Linked DNA regions of Gossypium hirsutum: all the other regions are linked to region 4. Evidence: chromatin contacts called from public Hi-C data. All regions are on one chromosome and are shown on one strand. Each heading gives the region's core, a stretch centred on a gene start, on an enhancer-like site or on the middle of the called end of the contact. The rest is flanking DNA. Distances are from core to core; before and after follow the strand shown.

The links. A called contact is a pair of places that touch in the nucleus more often than the background predicts.
Region 1: a contact with region 4 is called in a Hi-C map of leaf, with 2.2 times the contacts expected there. The contact joins the promoter of LOC107952843 here to the promoter of LOC107920356 in region 4. A contact is called at or near these places in 6 of 34 Hi-C or Micro-C datasets (callus and leaf).
Region 2: a Hi-C map of leaf shows a contact between it and region 4, with 1.9 times the contacts expected there. The contact joins the enhancer-like site here to the promoter of LOC107920356 in region 4. A contact is called at or near these places in 6 of 34 Hi-C or Micro-C datasets (all in leaf).
Region 3: a Hi-C map of leaf shows a contact between it and region 4, with 1.9 times the contacts expected there. The contact joins the promoter of LOC107952845 here to the promoter of LOC107920356 in region 4. A contact is called at or near these places in 3 of 34 Hi-C or Micro-C datasets (all in leaf).

The regions. Positions count from the first base shown.
Region 1 is chrA07:57,125,333-57,128,032 of Gossypium_hirsutum_v2.1, reverse strand. LOC107952843 (protein NRT1/ PTR FAMILY 6.4) reads right to left here and starts at 1,360. Exons shown (of 5, transcript XM_041117961.1): 1 at 1,057-1,360; 2 at 832-952; 3 at 519-736; 4 at 1-406. The coding sequence starts at 1,059.
Region 2 is chrA07:57,327,166-57,329,865 of Gossypium_hirsutum_v2.1, reverse strand. LOC107946408 (aarF domain-containing protein kinase 1) reads left to right here. Exons shown (of 16, transcript XM_016880715.2): 13 at 1-85; 14 at 156-268; 15 at 528-599; 16 at 696-1,061. The coding sequence ends at 820. Among protein-coding and RNA genes, the nearest start is that of LOC107946408, 19 kb to the left of the region's middle. Within about 2 kb of position 1,320, at least 2 of the 9 cell types and tissues checked have an H3K27ac peak or open chromatin away from gene starts, as enhancers often do. A contact at or near this core is called in leaf, where this site is marked.
Region 3 is chrA07:57,182,601-57,185,300 of Gossypium_hirsutum_v2.1, reverse strand. LOC107952845 (UDP-arabinopyranose mutase 1) reads left to right here and starts at 1,342. Exons shown (of 4, transcript XM_016888040.2): 1 at 1,342-1,921. The coding sequence starts at 1,580.
Region 4 is chrA07:56,582,168-56,584,867 of Gossypium_hirsutum_v2.1, reverse strand. It overlaps LOC107920356, which reads left to right and starts at 1,265. Exons shown (of 11, transcript XM_016850035.2): 1 at 1,265-1,604; 2 at 1,743-1,817; 3 at 2,344-2,485; 4 at 2,618-2,700. The coding sequence starts at 1,762.

The DNA.
Region 1 (2,700 bases), core at 111-2,610, 540 kb before region 4:
TGAACCTGTACCATGGAGTCCCACAAATCAAAACCACTACCGCAATCACCATTGTTACTGCTGAAATCCCGTATCCCCACCCTCTTCCTACATTGTCTTGTATATACACCAGCACAATCACCGCAAACAATGACCCCAGGCTGATGCCGAAATAGAACCTATTGAAGAAGAAAATCATAGCCTTCTCCTCCTTGGGGTCTGCCACGTCGAACTGATCCGACCCAAAACCCGAGACATTAGACTTTATTCCCCCACCACCAAGTGCTGTTGTGTACAGTGCCGCATACAGCAAAGCCAGTTGCCGGCCGTTTGCCTCGATGCACTCGTGATGCTTCCTTCTGTAGTCATCACAGTAAGGAGGCCTCATGCTGGGAATTGTCGTAGCCAGTGTCAATAAAATCACTCCCTGAGTTAAGATGAGATGGCAGCCAAAAAAGTTATATTAAAGTCTTTGTTTGCAAAGAAGTAGACGTAAAGATATCTTTTTTATTTCTTATTATCGGTAAGGGAAACCTTACCAGAGCAGTTATGGATGCAGAGAGTGCCACAGTCAAGTATCGACCGAGTTTGGCATCGGCTAAGAAACCTCCGAGGAGACCAAGCAGATTAAGAGCGCCCATGAAGTTGGTAACTATAGTTGCGGATTTTGCTGCTGAGATATGCAAATCTCCAACTAAGTACGTCACCAAATTCATAGATATGCCCATCACACATATCCTCTCGGAGAGCTCAGATCCTGCACCAAAAATTTCCCTTCATATTAGCAAAAGAAGAAAGATGGGGACCAAGGTACACCGCACTTTTAAGCTTCTGAAATTCATCGTGAAACACCTAAGATGAGCCCTGCAGCGAGCCATCCACCGGTTTTCGACTTGTCCACCGGATTCCCGCGGAAATCAACCACGGTTCCCTCATTTGAATCATCTTTCTCACCATGGCTTCCAACCAAAACCTATGAGCATCCAAAGCAAAATCCAGGCAGCAAAGAAACTATTCATTATATGATCAATTATATTCAAGCATGCTAATAATAATTTTATAGAATGTATACTATACCATGATTGAAACTGCGCGCAAGAGAGAGAGAGAGAGAGAGAGAGAGAGAGAGAGGAAAATAGTAATGTTTAGCTCCAAATATATTATGAGGGGGAAACAGCAGGGGAGAAGTGCATGATTGGGGGTGGGGAATGCATGATAAGGGCCTGGGTACCCACTAGCTGTATCTTCTGAGTTTCCCCAAATTGTGGTCGGGAGAGAGCTTTAAAATATTTTTGTACAATGTGTTCTTTTTGGTGTTATTATCATCCTGTGTACTTGATGCATCTAAGAGGATTGTGTATAGTTTTACCTTCACATTTTCATTTAACTTGCAGGTTAGTCATCATTTAGTATCATAATTTGTAATTGCAAGGGTCATCATTTATGGTGTTGTCATGTCATGTAGGGTCGATGATAAACTCTTGACCGTTTGATTGTCACGTCATGTTGTGTTTAGCAACCGTCCATCACATTTTTGTTTGCTTTTAACCAAATTTTGAATCTTGGAAAGATCAATTGGATTTATTAAATACAAAGAATTTTAGTTCAATGGAGGTTGCCTCTCGCATACATCTGCAATTTAATACATCTTTCTTGCCTTTCTACAGGTTTTCACGTTATTAATTTAACTATTTTCGAAGTATACACTTTTTTAAATTGAATCAAATATTTGACATTATATTCCCTGGAGGGTTATATTCAGCATGGTAAATTATGAGTATAGTCTTGCTTCTATTTTTATTATATAATTATTATTATTTATTTCCTCATTCAATTTTTTAAAATTAATTATATTTCCGCTTTTTTGTTGTTAGTTCAATAACAAAATTTAGACCTATTCATATGTCAGGCTATTTGTTTATACCTAAAGGTTTGCCCGAAATTTGAGAGAATTTGGATAAAAATATTAAGCCCAAAAAATGAATTTAGGTAAAAAAATTAGGCCTGTTTAAAATATGGACTGAGCTCGGGGTTTGAACATTCAAAGTTCGAGCCTAGTCCAGCTCGACCTGTTTTAAGTTTATAATATTTTATATTATGTTATTTTTATATATTATGTAATTTAGAACACATTAAAAAAATAAATCTATATTAAATATATAATACTACTCTAATGTAAACATTAAAACAATGTTAAGATGACTATATACAAGTTTTTAATAAATAAAAAATGTATAAAATTATTAAATATTAAAATAATATAATATAAATATTTTTTTAAAAAAATTTAAAATAATATGAGCAGACCTAAAATGAGTTTGAGTTAATCTTTAGCAAATATGAGTGGGTTTGGGCAAAATTTTAGACTCAGATTTCAAGTTGGGCCAGACTTGGACAAACATAAAGTATGTTAATATCATACTTAAACCCAACCCAAACTCGACCCATGAACACCTCTAACAGAATTCTAATGTGGATCTTTTTATTAAAACATAGCCATTTAATATTTACACATTCAATCAATTAGATCTTAAATCTAAAAAAATTAAAAAACCTCAATGTTTAAAAAAATTATTATTTCAATTCTATTTTGCAAAAAAATTCAAAAAATTTAGCTCTCAACATTTACAAAATTTGTTAATTTAGTTATAATTCTAAAAAATATTTCAAAATAAAATAAAAATATTAAAAAAAATTGATAACAAATTATAAAAACGATTT
Region 2 (2,700 bases), core at 71-2,570, 740 kb before region 4:
AACATTTGAAGGCTCTAGAGATGGAGGACATATCTTCGTTTATGGAATCTCTTCCTTCCAACTTTCTCATAATATTGCGGACAGAGTAAGATAAATTCAGTAGCCTATTTGGAGTTCAATAGCTCCTAATCTCATTTTGGTCTTTTCTGTTTTAGTGAATTACTGAGATCTACAGTAAGCAAGCTTGGTGCTTCAAAATGGGTGAGGTTGCTAACCTATGGAAAATATGCCTCACTTGGTCTCTCTCTGAAGTCGAATCCATGCTCTGGTAAACAGTTCTTCTAAACCCTTTTTTTTTTCCTTTAATTTTATTCTAAATCAGTTGTTATCTGGCCAAGCCAGGGAGAGCTTTTAATGGATGCATCTGTTGTTGTGTTTGTACATTTACGAGTGTATAGTAAGAAAGAGATTTTTATATTCATGAGCAGTTAACGTCGGTATTCTTGGAAGGAACTGATTTTGTGGTCGCATATTTTGTTTTAATTTACAATTTAAGGAATACAATTACTTTATCCTCGTGTGTTCAGATTTGACATCATTGGCCCTATATACCAGATTGATAGGAAATATAGAATACATTCTTCTAAGGCTTACTATAGGTAAGGTTTTTTCTTCTCATAAGTTCTGATATGTAGGTATGTCAGGTAATAAAAAAAAAAGGTACCTGAATGATTGGAACATTTTAACATTTTCAGGGGTAACGAATCTGGTTTTGTGGATGGAGAAGCTGAAGCGATGTCTGAATAAGTTTTATGGAAAGATGAGTGCTGCTGGAAAAGGTATGTCGACAATGTTCTTCAACATCTACTTCAAAATGTAGATTCTTTTTCCTTTCTTTTTTGTCTTATGTACTTCGTTATTTACACCAAGTAAATTTTGAGCAGAAGCCATATGTAGATAAAGCTTCCTAGGGCTCAAGGAGCACTGTATTGTAGTTTGATATTGGCTTTTGTTGTAGAACTATAAAATTACTCTGAATCTGAAGAATTGTAAGAACCAGAATATTACTCAAAGCTTAACTTGGTGATGAAATTATTTTAAGAAGTACCATTTACTGGGTATGGATTTTGAGTTCAAGCATTTGCAAATTTTTACTACAATCTTTTACGTCAGAAAAAGGAAAAACAAACTTAGATAAGAATTTAAAAACTAGTTTATATATATATAGAGAGAGAGAGAGATTTATATATAAAAGCATTCATTTGGAAATATTTTTAATCACTGAAAATTTTTATTATTCATTATTGTTATATCCAGGCCAAATGGGCTAAGGCCTGTAACAAGGCCCAAAAGAGCTCAAGTTCCAACTGGTACAAAGATCACATGAGCTTAGGCTTTATAAAGTACAAAACATAAATGCTATGCTAGCAAGAACAATGTCACGTGGCACGTAGAGGAATCACCTCTAGCTTTTATCCGACTCAAAAGCTATGCATAGTGTGACTTGCCAACATTCCTAGCGAATAAGAAACATTGCATTAGCTAAAAAGACTAGATCAGACTAGATTTGGGCAATTAAGGGGCAACTTAAAGCTTTATTACCTATGTTAAAATTTAACTTAATTTTAGCTTTGACCACGTATATATTTGGATCCAGACCAACCACTTACGATCCTAGTTAGTCGATAGCAAGTTTTAGCCCAAATCCTATCTAATGACTAAGTTCTGGAACAACTAATCAACTAAAAATGTCAACTTCAACTCATCGGTGTGTTTTCTCTAAGATGCCACCAGTTTGGTTTACTAATCAGTTACCATTGGATAATGCCAAAATCTTTTGAGAATTGGTCCTTCGCAACCACTTCTACCATTAACGACGATTGTAACACCCCCTTACCATGTAAGAAATGCTACATTTACGTACCAAACAAATCACTCATGTTCTACTCATCTTTTAGACTCATTTGAAGCTATTTAAGGCTTCTTCAATAATTTCTAAACTGAATATGTAAACTGGTTGCAACCAGAGATCATTCAGAGACCCCTTGATGTAAAAAACAACATAAATTAAGAAAACAAGGTAGAGGTATTGACGCATGCCCCAATTTATCGGTACCTTGACCTTGATACTATTCATTTTTACATTATGTTTGAGCTTTATCAATACAAGCCCTCTAAGTATCAAAATTTGGGTGTATGGAAGCTAAAATCAAGCTTAAAAATACCTCAAAAAGTGTCATAACTTACTCCAATTAATCCCAATCATTCTCAATCATTATTTGACCTTAAAATACTCCTAATTATCTTTGTAAACATCATGCAATTCATCTATTAGAGTTGCATGACCCAACTTCTTGTTAAAAAAAATAATGGCAAAATAAGGGGATCTGTGGGGGCAAAGGTCGAGGGCCATAGCTGCCGCAAATCTCCATTAAGTATAAAATTAGACTGGGGTCGTAACCGAGGGTGTGCCCTCACGATACGGTACAAGCTGTACAAGTGAAATCCGTATAAAAGTACACTTATTCTGTTTGATATTGATTAGAATAAGGTGTTTCAACCTTACTACATTGCTTCTATTTGACATTGATTATAATAAGGTTTTTCAACTTATAAATAGATGTAGTCTAAACTCCTCTTGTATCATTCAAATTTAACATTAGTGAATTTTCTTCTCCACTACCAATGGTTTTTCTCCCGAAAGGGTTTCCACGTGAAATCTGTGTGTTCTTATCTTTTTCTTTTTGCTTTGCGATCGTT
Region 3 (2,700 bases), core at 93-2,592, 600 kb before region 4:
ATATTTCAGTCTTTTTATATGATTTTAAAATCGAGTTAATTTTAGATGGTTTGAAGTTTTTGATTAAATTTAAATTGATTTACGGTTTCAGTTTTTCATTTCCACAAAAACTCACTTCTTTCTAATGTATGAAAATTTTGATCTAGGACTTGATTGAAACGGAATTTATTTCTTTCTTTATTCCATCTAATAATTAAGTTTATTATGGGTGAATCGTTCAATAATTAAATCAAATTAAAAAAAAATAGCTAAACCCATTCTCTTTTTTTTTCCTTTTTTATTATTAAAATTTTTATCAAGGTGAGATTTAATTCTAAATTTTAAACACAATTTCAGTAAATTAAATAATTATTGCTGTTTACTATTATGATGTTAAAATTAGGATACACAAGTGGGATTAAAAAAAATTTCATATGTTCGGTTTAAGTTAATACGCTAGAGTTTATGAAATTCGAAGAAACGAATTCTAAATTTTGTATGGTATTTTCTAGTCGTATTGTTGTGTTAACCGAAAGCTCATATTCTCCTTTTCTTTTATATTTTAGTTTTTCTTTCATAAAATATCTTTAAATGTTAGGAATTTACAAACTGAAACTGAAAATTACTTTTTTCTCCAATCTTCAATATTAATTGGCAAATTGACTTAGATCTAAGTTTTGTCCTTCGACTCTCGGTGGTTACTAATCCACCGCATTGATCATTAAATCATCGCTTGCAGCTCCCTAATAAGACCCTTTTTTAAAAAAAATTAACAATTCAATGACTTAAATAAAAATTTTAGATGAGTAACTAAAATATAAACTTACTTATAGTTAATGACCTTAAATGTGATTTACCTTTCTTTTTCATTGAACCCAAGTGATTATCTGAATTGAACCAAAATATAGAACTCTACAAATTTAGGGTAAGTTTAGATAGACTGTAGATTTAGTTACAGTTAGGGTAAAAAATAGCTATAATGGTGAAATTAGATATTATAGTATGAGACAAAAAATAAGCTAAACACACTATATCATACCCCACCGTCCATCCAAATCCACCTTTGACTCTAAATATCATTATAACCCAAAAAATATTAAAAATAAAACATAATACAATATTATGTAAAAAAAATAATATGAAAATGATACTAATAAATTAAGGTTTAATTGAATGATAAACTCTTAAAAGAAATTATTTGTTTAACTATTTAAATATATTTTTTTCAAACTATAAACTTTCATTATTTAAAAACAGATACCCAATTAAGTTGTGACATGTGTCATATTTATTTATTTAAAATTCTTTTACCGTCCATCAATTCCGAGCGATAATTTATGCACAAATCGTATAACCCATTCTAACCCAATACTGTCTATATAAAAAAAATAAAATCAAAACACGATCCCTCGTCTCTCTCCTTTGTATCTCCCTCCAATCGTGCCGCCTCACTCGTTTCTCACGTGACTCTTCAGTCTCCCTCTCCATATATTCGCAAACAAGCTCTCTTCCTCTCAATCAATCCTCAAAATAACTGCGAAAGAAAAAACCTCTGCTTTTTTCACTTTTCCTTTTATCGTTTCTCCTTTTTGCGGTGAAAATGGCAGAGCCTGCAACAGCAACACAAGCAGCAGCACCAGCAGTGGCTCTGCTGAAAGATGAGCTCGACATTGTTATACCAACCATAAGGAACTTGGACTTTCTTGAGATGTGGAGGCCATTCTTTCAGCCTTACCATCTCATCATTGTTCAAGATGGTGATCCTTCAAAGACCATCAAGGTCCCTGAGGGCTTTGACTATGAGCTTTACAACAGGAACGATATTAACAGGATCCTCGGTCCTAAGGCTTCTTGCATTTCCTTCAAGGACTCTGCTTGTCGTTGCTTTGGTTACATGGTATCCAAGAAGAAGTATATCTTCACCATTGACGACGACTGCTTTGTAAGTTTCTTTTTGTTTTTTCAATTTTATTGTGGTGTTTCAGAATCTGGGGTTTCCTTATTTTAGTCAAATTTTGGATCTTTACATTGTATTGTTTGGAAATTTGCGTGCTTTTATTTTTTTTCTTGATTTAAATTGAATTCCTGTGATGTTTTAGTACCTTGGTTTTTGTTATTATGGTCAAAAGTTGAATCCTTTGATTGTTTTGATGGGAGACTTGGACACTTTGGTAGTTTGGTTTAATCTCCTCTTTCCCCCTCAATTTATGTTGACATATTCGTAGCAAATGAGAAATCGAATTCTGCTTGCTTCAGATTTACTTTGAAAGCCTTTCAGATCATGCAATCTACATAGTTGAAATTCAATTTCAAATACTACAGTAATTTATAGCGCAATCAATTTATATATTACAATTCCTTCCCGAATCTGGATTTGAGTTCTGCATTGTCTGATATGCTTGCCAGATCTTCAGAGTCTGAGATGATTTATGCATTTGTTTTCCTATTATTATGTTGTTTATATTGCAGTGTGGAGAGTCAGTTTTTCTTTTATTAGCTTCTTTTTACTTTATTTATTTATTTTTTGCAGTTGGTTATAGAATTCAAATTACTTTCACATGCTATGCACCTCTAGCAGCTTTGTACCTGCCTAATCATGGAGATATACCTTTCAATTGATAAGTAATTGGTTGGACTGGAATCTACAGATATGAGATTCAAAAATCTTGGATGATTGTATCTGTTTGTGTTATTGTATATTCCTGCTAAATCTACAGGTTC
Region 4 (2,700 bases), core at 16-2,515:
GTAGTATAATTCGTTTATTCGTATTTTTGTTATTACCATTTGCTTGTATAATATTATATTCGTGTTGTTATTCCGTACTCTATGTTATATTTTTGTTTTATCTAGTTTAAATCATATCATACATTAACCTAACATACTGACCCGACTTGGATCGCTTAATTTTTTTTCCAAAAAATAATACACGTTATTTAAATATCGTATTTGCTATTGTTCAAAAACAAAATTTTCTAAAATAAGGCAATGTTTTGCGTTTTAGAACATCGAGGGATTGTGCCCTAACTTACGGGGTTTCGATTTTTTCCTTGATTCTAAATAGCCAAATATCCTTTCGAATTTTAAAATACATGGAATTCTAATTAAAATTAAAGACAAACTTGTGCTTGAGAGTTCATGGTATTGTGTCCTAACTTACGGGATGTGATACTCCGATATCTCGAGATGAGGAAATCTTTAACAATTGTTTTGAGCTAATTCAAGAATTTTTAAAATCGATGCTAATAAAAAAGGATAGTATTTCAAATCCGTCCCCAGTTTTCAACTATTCGACATTGAGCCACAAACTAATCAATTCGGTACCAATTTTTGGACGTGTCGAGGGTGCTAATCCTTCTTCGCATTTAACCGACTCCCGAACTTGTTCTCTTGAATTTCGTAGACCAAAATGCTGTTTTAATAAACTAAAATTGTTTTAAAACAAAAGTGATCCGATCACACCAAATAAAGATCGATGACAACTCCTATTTTAATTTTCGCTTTCAAATAAAGTCGATTACCAATAGTTTCGACAATATTGATAATATCTAAAAAAAGATATTCAACATGTTAATATAATATCTTTTAATACAATGCATTAATTATCATAAATTTTATTCCTCATCAATTTTATGTCGTTTTCTATCTTGGTTTTTTTTTTCTTTTTCTTTTTCTGAAAGGACCTTCTCATCACGGTTAGATTCAAGCTCACAGTTAAAAAAAAGCTGGCTTTGTACTTATCCGGTTATCAAATTCAACAATTTCTTTATTAAGTGAAAAAGAAGAAGCGAGTTGGGTGTTTCATCTTCAAGTTGGTAGTATGTTTGGTTTTTTGGTAATAGTATAATTGGTTAGATTGTTGTTATATAATTTCAATTTTTATAAATAGAAACAGGCGAAGCACATCGTAAGGGTATTCTCGGCGCGTAGGTATATTAATTAGATCAGATCTCCTTCTAATTTTACCATTTTAGCCTTCGTCTTCCACTTCTTTCCAGTTTCCTCCAAAGCTCTCACATCAATAATTAGTACTAAGTACTAACTCTTATTTATTTATTTGTTTCGAATATCCAATAATTTTTGAATACACATAGACGTGTTGTGAACGTGTCGAATCTTGCCTGCCTTCATCACGCCTTCCAACCCAACCAAACTCTTTCCCTCTCAACCATTATTATTTCCTTTCATTTCATTTAATACAAAACAATTTCATTTTTCTTTTTGCCTTTTAATCTGATTCTCTCTCTTTTATTAAATGTTGTTATGAAGTTAAAAGTGTGATTGTGTTTCCTTCCTTTTCTCTCCCTTTTTTGTTTTATCACTTCCATTTTCATGGAATTCCTTTCTTCAAGGTCTATTTTCCTCTCTTTCTTAGTATCTATCTATGTATATATATAGTAATGTTGTTTATTTTGGATATGAATGAATTTTTTATTTCTTATATGCTAATTGTTTAGCTGTGATTTGCTGTAATTTGAAATTAAAAACAGAGCTTAGAGCTTAATTTTGATGGGGAAGCACGACGATGAGCGCTCTGTTTTTCCTTTAACCAGTCTCCAAATCGGGTAATTCTTTTAACTATTTTTACTTTTACCATCTGTATGCTTGATCTGAGTAGAAGTTGAAATTTTGGCTTCAGACTATGTTCATGGACTCGGATTGACTGTCATAGATATACATGTTTGAGGCGGTATATGCATTTCCTTTTTTCGAAGTTTTTCATATATGTTGGGATCATATTCCAATGCTCATTTCCGGTATATGCGCTTATGATTAGAAAAATATGAGTTGGTTAACATATGCTTCAGCTGCTAGTCATACTTCATACAGTCGTGTTATTTTTTTTTCCCGATTTCTGATTAGTGATCTTTTTTTCTTTCTTTTAATGAGTGTTGATACATTTTTTTATATGGTAATTTTGTGTGTTTCTAGGACTTCATTTGTAGAAATATCAAATCCTGTGCGTTAATCAATTGATTTATTCTAAGCACTTGGTTTATGGGAAATATCACAATCACTGAGTTATTTCTCAGGGTTTTCCACTTTTCTTATGTATTATTTGAAATTTTATTGTCTAATCTCTGATTGCAGAGACTTGCAGTCTTATCTATCGGATCTTAGCCTTTTCTTGGCCCCTGAAAGTAAAAAATTCTACATTTTGGTGGACAACCGGCCATGGCTTAGGGACTTAGGTTCACGTCCTGCTCACTTGTGGCAATTGATGGTTACCAAGGTTGTTGAGCACACCTTTTATTTTGATTCTTTTGAAATATATGGTTTTATTTAATTATTTTTAATTTTCAAATGATTAGAATATTTTAATGAATTTAAGTGGATTTTTTTTCTTCCTATTTACATTTTACAGTCCAGGTTATCTCCTTTTGCTAACACCAAAGGTCGTAGGGCAAGAAAGGATGGAAAAGAAGCTTCTTCCAAATCAAATGCTAA